Linked DNA regions of Sus scrofa: region 1 is linked to region 2. Evidence: chromatin contacts called from public Hi-C data. All regions are on one chromosome and are shown on one strand. Each heading gives the region's core, a stretch centred on a gene start, on an enhancer-like site or on the middle of the called end of the contact. The rest is flanking DNA. Distances are from core to core; before and after follow the strand shown. Region 1 holds the start of KRCC1 (lysine rich coiled-coil 1). Region 2 holds the start of RPIA (ribose 5-phosphate isomerase A).

Region 1 (4,647 bases), core at 848-3,347, 540 kb after region 2:
AGAAAGAAGAAAGAGAGGGAGGGAGGGAAAGAGAGGAAGGAAGAAGATTCAAGACACTGGCCATTTAGAAAGGATTATAGAAAAGCATAGAAGATGGCAAGAGAGATATGAAAGCATATTCAGGGAAACCTAAGGAGTCAGGGAAATCTTCAGAGGGTATTCTGTGAGTTACATAAGCAAACGTATTATACTTTATCATTCTGGCACCAGACTATTGCCCTTTATGTCCCAGTGCTTCATATTCATTTGAGAGATATTCCAAAAGCAAGAATAAATATCTGAATGCTTAAAATTATGCTTTATTTGCATTACTTGTGTTTTCACAACACCCTTTGAGGTGGGTATTATTGATGCATCAGCCTCCTAGTTAAAAAGCAGCAGCATCTCCTAAGTATAAACCCTGGAGAAACTCTCACATATGTGCACAAGGAAACTGCATGAGAAGGTTAAAGGTAAAAGTTACTGTCTGTAAAAGAAAAATGGGAAATAAGTTCAAAGTCTCATGAAAGGAGAACAGATAGCTCATGTGCATTCATATAACGGACATTAAGAGAGATGAGAAAGGGAATGAATCAGAACCTCACATCTCAGCAGAGGTTAAAATCAAAAACTAATGTTGAGTTGAAAAAAAACAAAGTGCAGGAGAAAAAACAGTATGCATATTAACATTTATGTAAAGTTTTATATCATGCAAAACAATACTTCATGTTACTTAGAGATACATACATATGTAGTAAAAATATAAAGAAAGACATGAAAATGAGAAATGCTGAATTCAGGATAGGATTTACTTCTGAGGGGAGGAGGAGTTCATTAGGCAGTAGGAAGAGGGTGTTTCAGGAAGAAGTAGCAGATACAATAAACTGAGTTATGTAATAGCAGGGTATTTACAAGAATCAATAAAAGTTTAATGTTGTTGAATCACAAAGTGAAAGGGTGGGGAAGTGAGAACACTAGGAAGATAATGAGATCAGGGAGGTGCACAGAAGCCCAGAAGTAGTATTCATGTGGGACTTTCTCCAACAGACAACTGGAGCCAGAAATGACTTCCACATAGAACCCTTTGGTAGACTGGAACGGTGAAATCAGGAAGAATGGTAAATTAGGTAGCTATTGCCATGGTTCTAACAAAAGATGATGGGAACCTGAAATTAGTCAGCGGTTGTATTACAGGAAAGGAGAGCTTACCCAAGAGAAACTTTTGCACAATGCACAGGGGACATGCCCATCAACAGGAAAAGGGGTGTAACACTGTATAGCAGTGAAATGAATAAATAACATTTATGTGCAACAGCTTGGATGAGTCTCAAAACATTGAGTGAAAGAAGCCCTGCTAGAGAAAGACATAAATCTTATAAAATTAAAAAACAATCTAAAAATTTTCCCCAAGCAGGAGTTCCCATCGTGGCTCAGTGGTTAATGAATCTGACTAGGAACCATGAGGTTTCAGGTTTGATCCCTGGCCCTGCTCAGTGGGTTAAGGATCTGGCATCGTTGCTGTGGCTGTAGTGTAGGCCAGCAGCTACAGCTGCTATTCGACCCCTAGCCTGGGAACCTCATATGCCGCGGGAGCGGCCCAAGAAATGGCAAAATGACCAAAAAAAGAAAAAAATTTCCCCAAGCATACATGTGATAAAGATATATACATATGTAAAGAAATGATGACTACAAACCAGGGTAGTGATTTCTTTGGGAGACAGGGAACAAGAGGATGAGATGAACGTGTGTATGTATATACACGTATACTGAGAGAGCCAAGGGAGAGAAAAAGGTCATTTATGCTGCAATGATGACAGCATATCACCACCAAAGATTTTGCTTAATCTACTGTGTATCAAAGACTCTTAACAAACTTTAAAAAGGTAAAGCAGGAAATCATGATTTTTCAGATATTCTGGAGGTAGAAACCGCAGATTTCCAAACTTTTTTCTTTGTTGGTTTTAGATTTCCCCCCGCCACCGCCCGAAGTGAGTAGCAGTGAGGAGAGCTTCGGCCAGGTTAAAACAGAGTCCCGGAAGAAGGGGACCGAGGGGGCGGAGCAAACAAGAAGGCGGGGCTAAAAAGGCTCTCTGAGAGTAGGGTGACTGCGCAAGCGCAGTGGCACGCCCCGCCGCCGCCATGGCGCGGGCGCTGTCCAGTCAGTCGCTGGTGGTGGTGGTGGCTACTTCCCTTCAGGAAGCCCGGTCTCCGCCCCCTCCTCCCACCCCGTCTGCTCCGCGGCGGAGGCGGCGGTGGCGGCAGCGGTTGTCCCTGCCTCTCCGCCACCTCCACCTCAGCCTATCCCCCGACCGGTGGCGTTGGCGGGGAGGGGGGCCGTAGTTGTAGACGGCCGCCCCTGCCTCAGAGAAGGTGAGTTCCCGCCCGGCAGCGGGAGCGGCCTCGGCCTTCAGCCGCTCGATCCCCCAGCCCGGTAGAGGCCGGGCGCGCCCAGAGAGTGCGAGATGGCCGACCCGGACAGGGCTACGCTCCCCTCCCCACTCGCAGCCCCGGGAAAGGGCCGCCGGGGCCCCAGCACGGAGCGCGGCGGGAGCGGGGACGCCTCCGCTGCCGGGAAGTTGAAGTTGGAGTGGGAGAGAGGCGGCCAGGTCGAGGCCGTGGATCTGGAGTGTCAGGGAGAGGGAAGGGGGTTGAGGAGGACACCCCGAGATCAAGGGGACAGAGACACGGAGAGAAAAGGCTCCAGACGTGGAAGGGCGTAGACCTGCGCTGGGCGAAATTCAGCATCCTACAAAGTAGAGCCCTCACGCGGAGGGAGAAGTGAAATTTGGCCACAGTAGGAAGTAAACACGGGAGCTTCAAGTTGCGGAGGCCCTGGAGGAAGGGAAGAGGGGGTGAGGTATTTGAGGGATTACTTTGCAGAGTTTTCCTTAGCTTTTGAGGATAACACCCTGTAAAACAAGCTTCTAAGATTTACGGGCCTATTGTAGTAGTCGTCTGAATTTAAATTTGTATCTACCAGAGTCAAAGATAATACAGCAGGACATCAGAGAGGCAAAAACAGCTTTTATTCAGTAACTGCAGTAGGGAAAGAGCTGAGCTCCATTCCGATTTGCGCAGAGGTGACGGGGTTTTAGAGGGAAAATGAAGGAAGGGGTTCAGTAGAGTCAGGAAAGCGCAAAATTACCTAGGTTTGGGCAGTGTCCGTGCACTTAGGCGAGCTGTGTCATCTTGTGGAAGTGAGGATTCACTTTTCCCACAGACTGGGAGACCCCAGGCCCTGCCTTTTCTGATAATTACACTTTAAAAGGATGGCTTTCAGATCTTTGAGAAAGACATTCCTGAGTTGTGGGGGGTACACATATATCTCAAAGGGACAGAGGAAGAATTAACAAACAATTGTAAACCCTTTTTAGTAACTACTCTAAAAAAGAGAGGTCAGGGCCTTATATTCAGGTGTTGGCTAGAACAAACAATAAATGCCTTTTGACAGCCCTGAGCTTTCCCAGCCTGAGCTCAAAATGGGACTGGGTCCGAATTTCCATTGTGGCTCAGCGGTAATGAACCCGACTGGGATCCATGAGGACTCAGGTTCCGTCGCTGGCCCAGCTCAGTGGGTTAAGGATGCATTTCCGGGAGCTGGGGTGTAGGTCACAGATTAACCTCAGTCCCGCATTGCTGTGGCTGTAGTGCAGCTGCAGCTCCCATTCCACCCCCAGCCTGGGAACTTCCATATGCTGTAGGTGTGACCCTAAAAGACAAAAAAAGAAAAAAAGTGGGACTGGGTCATCCAGGGATGCAGCCATAAAATGCTAGAGGTCATGTTAAAGTTTGGTCAAGTCTCTGTACAGAAGTTCGGAAGGAGTATACCTGCCTGGAGTTTTTACAGTTGTCACCAACCCATTTTCCTTAACACAAAAAGCTATTTTTTAATCATCTCAATCTGAGATGTGTTTGAGTTCTTATAAATACTGTATACCTGCAAACAAATTGCTGGTTCCAAACTGACTTTAGGCTTTAAGGCAGCTTTGGAAATGATTTTAGATGGTGGAGCTTGAGCAGAACTATTAAAGTATTCAGCCATACTCAATTTTGTAATTTTTAGTATTTGCTGTGTTGCCTTAGGTTGTTTTTTGTCTCCAGAGTGAAAAATGGTGGAAGCCAGAACATTGTTGGATAGTTTAATTTCCTTTCTCCTGAGGGACACTTCACTTCTCCTGAAGTTAAATATAATAACTTCATTGAAACAATTGTTATTTCCATCCTCTTCCACAGCATATTCTTGTTGTGTGTGCTATTCGATAATCTTTTATACCTTTCACTTGGAGAAATGGCAAAATAGTAAAGTATTATAAATTTCTTAAAACATTTTGTAAGCACTTTATGTAAATTCCATTCACTAAAAGGGAAATTAAAATTCATTGCAACCAAGTGATGTTCCCCTAAGTCCCTTAGTAAAGGCATGATCTAGTAAAGTCTTCCAAAGAAGACTAGATTTAGTATCTTGTCAACCTGGGTTAGTATCATTGTTCTGAAATAAAATAAAATCTGGAGTTCCCTTCATGGCTCAGGAGAAACGAATCTGATTAGTATCCATGAGGATGCAGATTCCATCCCTGCCCTCGCTCAGTGGGTTAAGGATCTGGAGTTGCCATGAGCTGTGGTCTAGGTCACATATGAGGCTCGGATCCAGTGGCTATGGCTGTGGCA
Region 2 (4,568 bases), core at 861-3,360:
AAACAACCCTTTCTTTACAACCAACACTTGTCTTTCCAGGGGTCAGCAGCCAAGCCTGAGTTGGGTAATGAGTACATAATTTCAAGACACGAAGTGCTAGAGGAAAACTTGGCCTTAGATGAAAAAAAGGATATCCTCTGGTGAGGGCAGCTAAACCTTGACAATTAGGTACATGATTATACTCAATAAATGAAAGGCTTTGAATTAAATTATCTTGTTTGCAAAATATTCGGGACCAGCCTGCCCTCCTCCCTCCTTTAGCCACATTTCTGGCCACCACATCAACTGCTTGACACACTCAACAAATACCAAGCACAGGAATGAAGTGAATGAATCAATGCTGAAGACAGAACATACAAAATTCAAGTAATACTGGCATCTCAGGAAAGAAGTTTGCAAAGGAAAGTGAGTGTAACTGAGACTGCCCCCAAACGACCAGTAAAGCTCTCCCCAGGATCGCCTGGAACTTCGGGGAATGTGGCTGGAATCCAGTGTTGTGGGGCTCTGGCCTGAGGAGGGGACTTGCAAATTTTTATTTAACCAAATACATAATAACAAAACTACAGTCAGAGAGATACATGCTACCAAATGGTAATGTAAACAGGTTAATAAGAAATCTAATATATGGAACTTGCCTATCTATATAGACTTCATTTATCCATTACCACTCACTTTATCCAGGCATTTCGAAATTTCAGCTTATGGTCCCCATTTTGCAGCTGAGGCACTGAAACCCAAAAGCAGAACCAGGTTACACATTTCACATTATCTCTGTGAACTCCCACAGAAAATCCTATTGCTAACCAGATTATTACACCATAACAGGGTGGCCGTGGGAGTGGTGGAAGGGCACTAGAACAGGAGCCACAGGGTTTGGGTCCTGTAAGTTCCTTGGTCATTCCTCCTACAGGGCAGGCCCCTCCCATTTAGCCAGGCTGTGGGAGGATGGAACATCTAGGCAAAATAATCTTGTACACTAAAGCATTATCAAATGCAAAGAATAAAGAACCACCATTAGAGAAAAGGGAATCTGATACCTCTTTCCAAGAAGCAGAAAAGACAAAAAGCCAATAAAGCCAAGGAAACTCCACCTAAGGATAGAGATACTCCACTTGCCTCTGGGCTCCCGAAGTCTTATAATTAAGATAATTAACCTCATTGTTGACAGCAAATCCACTTAGGTTAAAAGACTCCACCAAGAGAACCACACCCGTCACTTAGCAAACAAGTGGGGCCATGACCTCACCAAGAAACAGCTAAACATCTCCACACTCCCGCCCTAAAGAACAGGGTCCTCTAGGCTTTCAAGTGTCCACTCGGGCCCTGTCAAAGGGAGGAAGTTTAAAGCCCCGAGTTTCCCCTTATGCTCGGTCTCCACTTCCCTCCCGCGAGTACATTCAGGAACAAGGGCGCACCGAATCAAGCTCCTCCTTCGGGTAAAATTTCAAAACACCTTTCAAGTCAGCTCCCCACCTACTTCCCAGGGCGGTGAAGAGAAATGACGACCTCTCCATCTGACAAGGAAGCCACAGGTTAAGTCCCTCCTAAATCCACTCCAAACATCAGACACCACCAGCCTCCACTTTGCAAACAGTTATCTGCCCTGGCAAGGAGTTCTTTCAATAGCTCAACTTTTACGGGACTTGCCCACAAATGATTCCACATCTAAAAAGCCTTTAAACAGATGTAAACCCGGGTAAAGTGCGCACCCTCTGCCCTCTCCCGAAACCCCCGCTGTGCCAGGAACTAGTCGCGCCCGACAGTGCCCAGAACGCTCAGCAGGAGCCCTTCAGGCCAAGCACAGACGCCCCATGCCCCGAGCTGCTTACCCTCACGTGGTTCTCCACGGCCGCGCGGCCCGCCAGCTTCTTGGCCTCCTCGGCCTTGGACATCGTGGAGGGGGCCGGGCAGACGCTGTTAGCGTCCCCACTGCTGGTACTAGTGCTGCCAACGCCGAACTGCGCGCGTCCCGGAGGCTGCACGTGCGAACCCAGGACGCCCCAGCTGTTCCCGCCTCCGCCAGAGGCCGCGCCCCCAGCCCGCCCGGGCAGCGGGGCCAGGACCCGCCCGTAGAGGGTGCTGAAGGGCCCGGGGCGCTGCATCCCGCCGCCTCGCTCCAGCCTCCACCACAGACCCGCCCCCGGCTCCACCGGAAGTCTGATAGCATACGTACTAGATCCGCGTCGCTGCGGCGCAGGCCTTGCTGGGAAATGTGGTTCTACGGCTTCGGCGGCCGGAAGCCGCGCCCCAGCCTGGACCACCGGCCCCACAATGCTCCGCGACCGGGTGCGCAAATCTCGGGCGACAGGCTTTGCGCGACTTGTACCGCCCGTGTAGCCGAGTTTGGGTCATTCTTTCAGGTTTTTTTTGTTTGTCCGCGCATCTGAGAAGTGGGTGTAGGTATGACCCTGTTGTTTTTCCCAGAAGTAAGAACGTGGCCGTGGACGAGGCTGGAGGCAGTCGCACTTCCGGAGACCTCATTTCGGGAGTGCCTTCTCTATACTGGCTCCACAGGGAAACGCACCTGGGGGCTCCTGACTCCCGTTTTAGTCCATCCTTAGACCCCGCAGGCCCGGGACTACAAATTTCGGACCCCCAGACTTAGATGTTGTTATGCATATGGATGGCAAGGTTTCCTCCAGATAGAGCCCTAGCCTCGCAGATAACATGCGACCCGCAGAAACCCCGCAGTCCTTCTTGACTTAAAAAGGACTTCCACTTTTCTAGTTTCTCCTCTACCTGTAAAGTGTCTTGATGTAGGTGAAAAGAAGGAAAAAAAGACTACACGCACAATGTAAGAGCAGTGAGTTTCAGTTTTATTCTGGGATGTTACTAGGGACTATAGCCTGGGAAATAATCTCTCAGCTCTTTGGAACTCTACAAGAGATAGAGGAGGAGCCAGTATGTATATGAATTTTTGGTCTATGAAATGTAGTCAAGCATACATCTTGACTACTTACCATCAAAAAAACCCAGGTAGTTCAAGTTAATGATTTTAGTGCTTTCCCAAGTATGGGAGGATGCAGGAATCTAGCGTCATTGAAATTCTTCCTTAGATACATATCTTTGTCTAGGGGCCATGTATCCAAAACACAGAAGGCTTCATCCAGTTTTTCTCTACCCTGAATTCCGCTTAGGGTGAACTGTTAGTGGGGCAACTGCAGAGTTGAGGCTTAACCTTTTGTGTAACTGGGTGATAAATGAGATTCTTCGTCCTGTTCTTACTTACAGAGCATGGTAAAGATGGAAGAACTCTTTGTTGTTGTTGTTGTTATCTGAGCTGGAGCTGCAGCAATGATGGATCCTTTAACCCACTGCATCTGGCCAGGGATCAAACCCATGCCTCTGCAGCAACCCAAGCTGCCACAGTCAGCTTCACCTGCCACATCACAGCGGGAACTCTAGGGTGGAAGGATTTTTTTTCTTTTCTTTTTAGGGCTGCACCTGCAGCATATGTAAGTTACCAGGCCAGGGGTCTAATCAGAGCTCAGCTGCCCGTCTACACTGATGCCTATGCAGCAACATGGATTCGCGCCTCATCTGCAACCTATACCACAGCTCTCACTGAGCGAGGCCAGGAATTGAACCCACGTCCTCATGGATATTAGTCAGGTTCTTAATCTGAAGAACCACAACAGGACCTCTGTGGGGTGAGAGAATTCTTTCTGTCCCTATTTTATAGGTAAGAAAGCTTTTTCTGACTCCATTCATATTGACTACTTGGAGGTCTATAAAAAGAACTAGCCTTTGTGCTGTTCCTCCATGTTGGTGGAATCCCTTGTCTACTATGACCTTATTTCCAAACCATTTCAGGTCTTCTCCCTCTTCTGTGTGCAAAGCACCAGTAATAAGCCACTGTCATCACCCTGGTGACCTGGGCTTCCTTTGCCATGCCTCCTGAAGCTGTCAGCCCTTGGACCATGTGCAAGGAAAATCAAAATGGAGTGGGCATTAGTAAGAGAGCTCTCCAAAATGGAGCCAGGAGGCCACTGGGACAAGGTGAGTTATGCACTTATAAGCTAACCACTTTCTGGAATTTCCCATTGTGGCTCAGGTTAAGAACCCCATAGTGTCCGTGAGGATGCAGGTTTGATCCCTGGCTTCGCTCAGTGGTTCAAGGATCCAGTGCTGCCACAAGCTGCAGCATAGGTCGCAGATGCAGCTGGGATCCCATGTTGTTATAGCTGTGGCTTAGGCCTGCAGCTACAACTCCGATTCAGCCCCTAGCCTGGGAAGTTCCATATGAAGCAGGTGCAGCCATAAGAAAGAAGAAAAAGAAAATTAGCTAACCATTTTCTGTCTTAAAGTACACATTCAGGACATCTGCCAGAAATTCTGGATACTTACTCAACCCTTACCATAAGTCCTGACAGCCTATCTGCTTATTGAGACCCTTACCCTAAAATGACTCATGACAGCTTATTTAAGGACAAATATTTCCTTACCTGCATCAGAGTCAAGTACAATTTTTTGTTGTTGTTTTCTTTTTAGAGCTGCACCCAGGACATATGGAGATTCCCAGGCTAGGGGTCAAATCAGAGCCATAGCCACCAGCCTATACCACAGCC

Evidence for each region. A called contact is a pair of places that touch in the nucleus more often than the background predicts.
Region 1: a contact with region 2 is called in a Hi-C map of embryonic fibroblasts, with 4 times the contacts expected there. The contact joins the promoter of KRCC1 here to the promoter of RPIA in region 2. A contact is called at or near these places in 1 of 47 Hi-C or Micro-C datasets (embryonic fibroblasts) and 1 of 2 datasets of contacts at active chromatin or transcription factors (alveolar macrophages).

The regions. Positions count from the first base shown.
Region 1 is chr3:57,926,166-57,930,812 of Sscrofa11.1, forward strand. It overlaps KRCC1 (lysine rich coiled-coil 1), which reads left to right and starts at 2,098. Exons shown (of 4, transcript NM_001243946.1): 1 at 2,098-2,349.
Region 2 is chr3:57,384,799-57,389,366 of Sscrofa11.1, forward strand. RPIA (ribose 5-phosphate isomerase A) reads right to left here and starts at 2,111. Exons shown (of 9, transcript NM_001097495.1): 1 at 1,830-2,111. The coding sequence starts at 2,102. It overlaps LOC102164763 (a long non-coding RNA gene), which reads left to right and starts at 2,296. Exons shown (of 5, transcript XR_001306050.2): 1 at 2,296-2,400; 2 at 3,232-3,682; 3 at 3,814-3,999.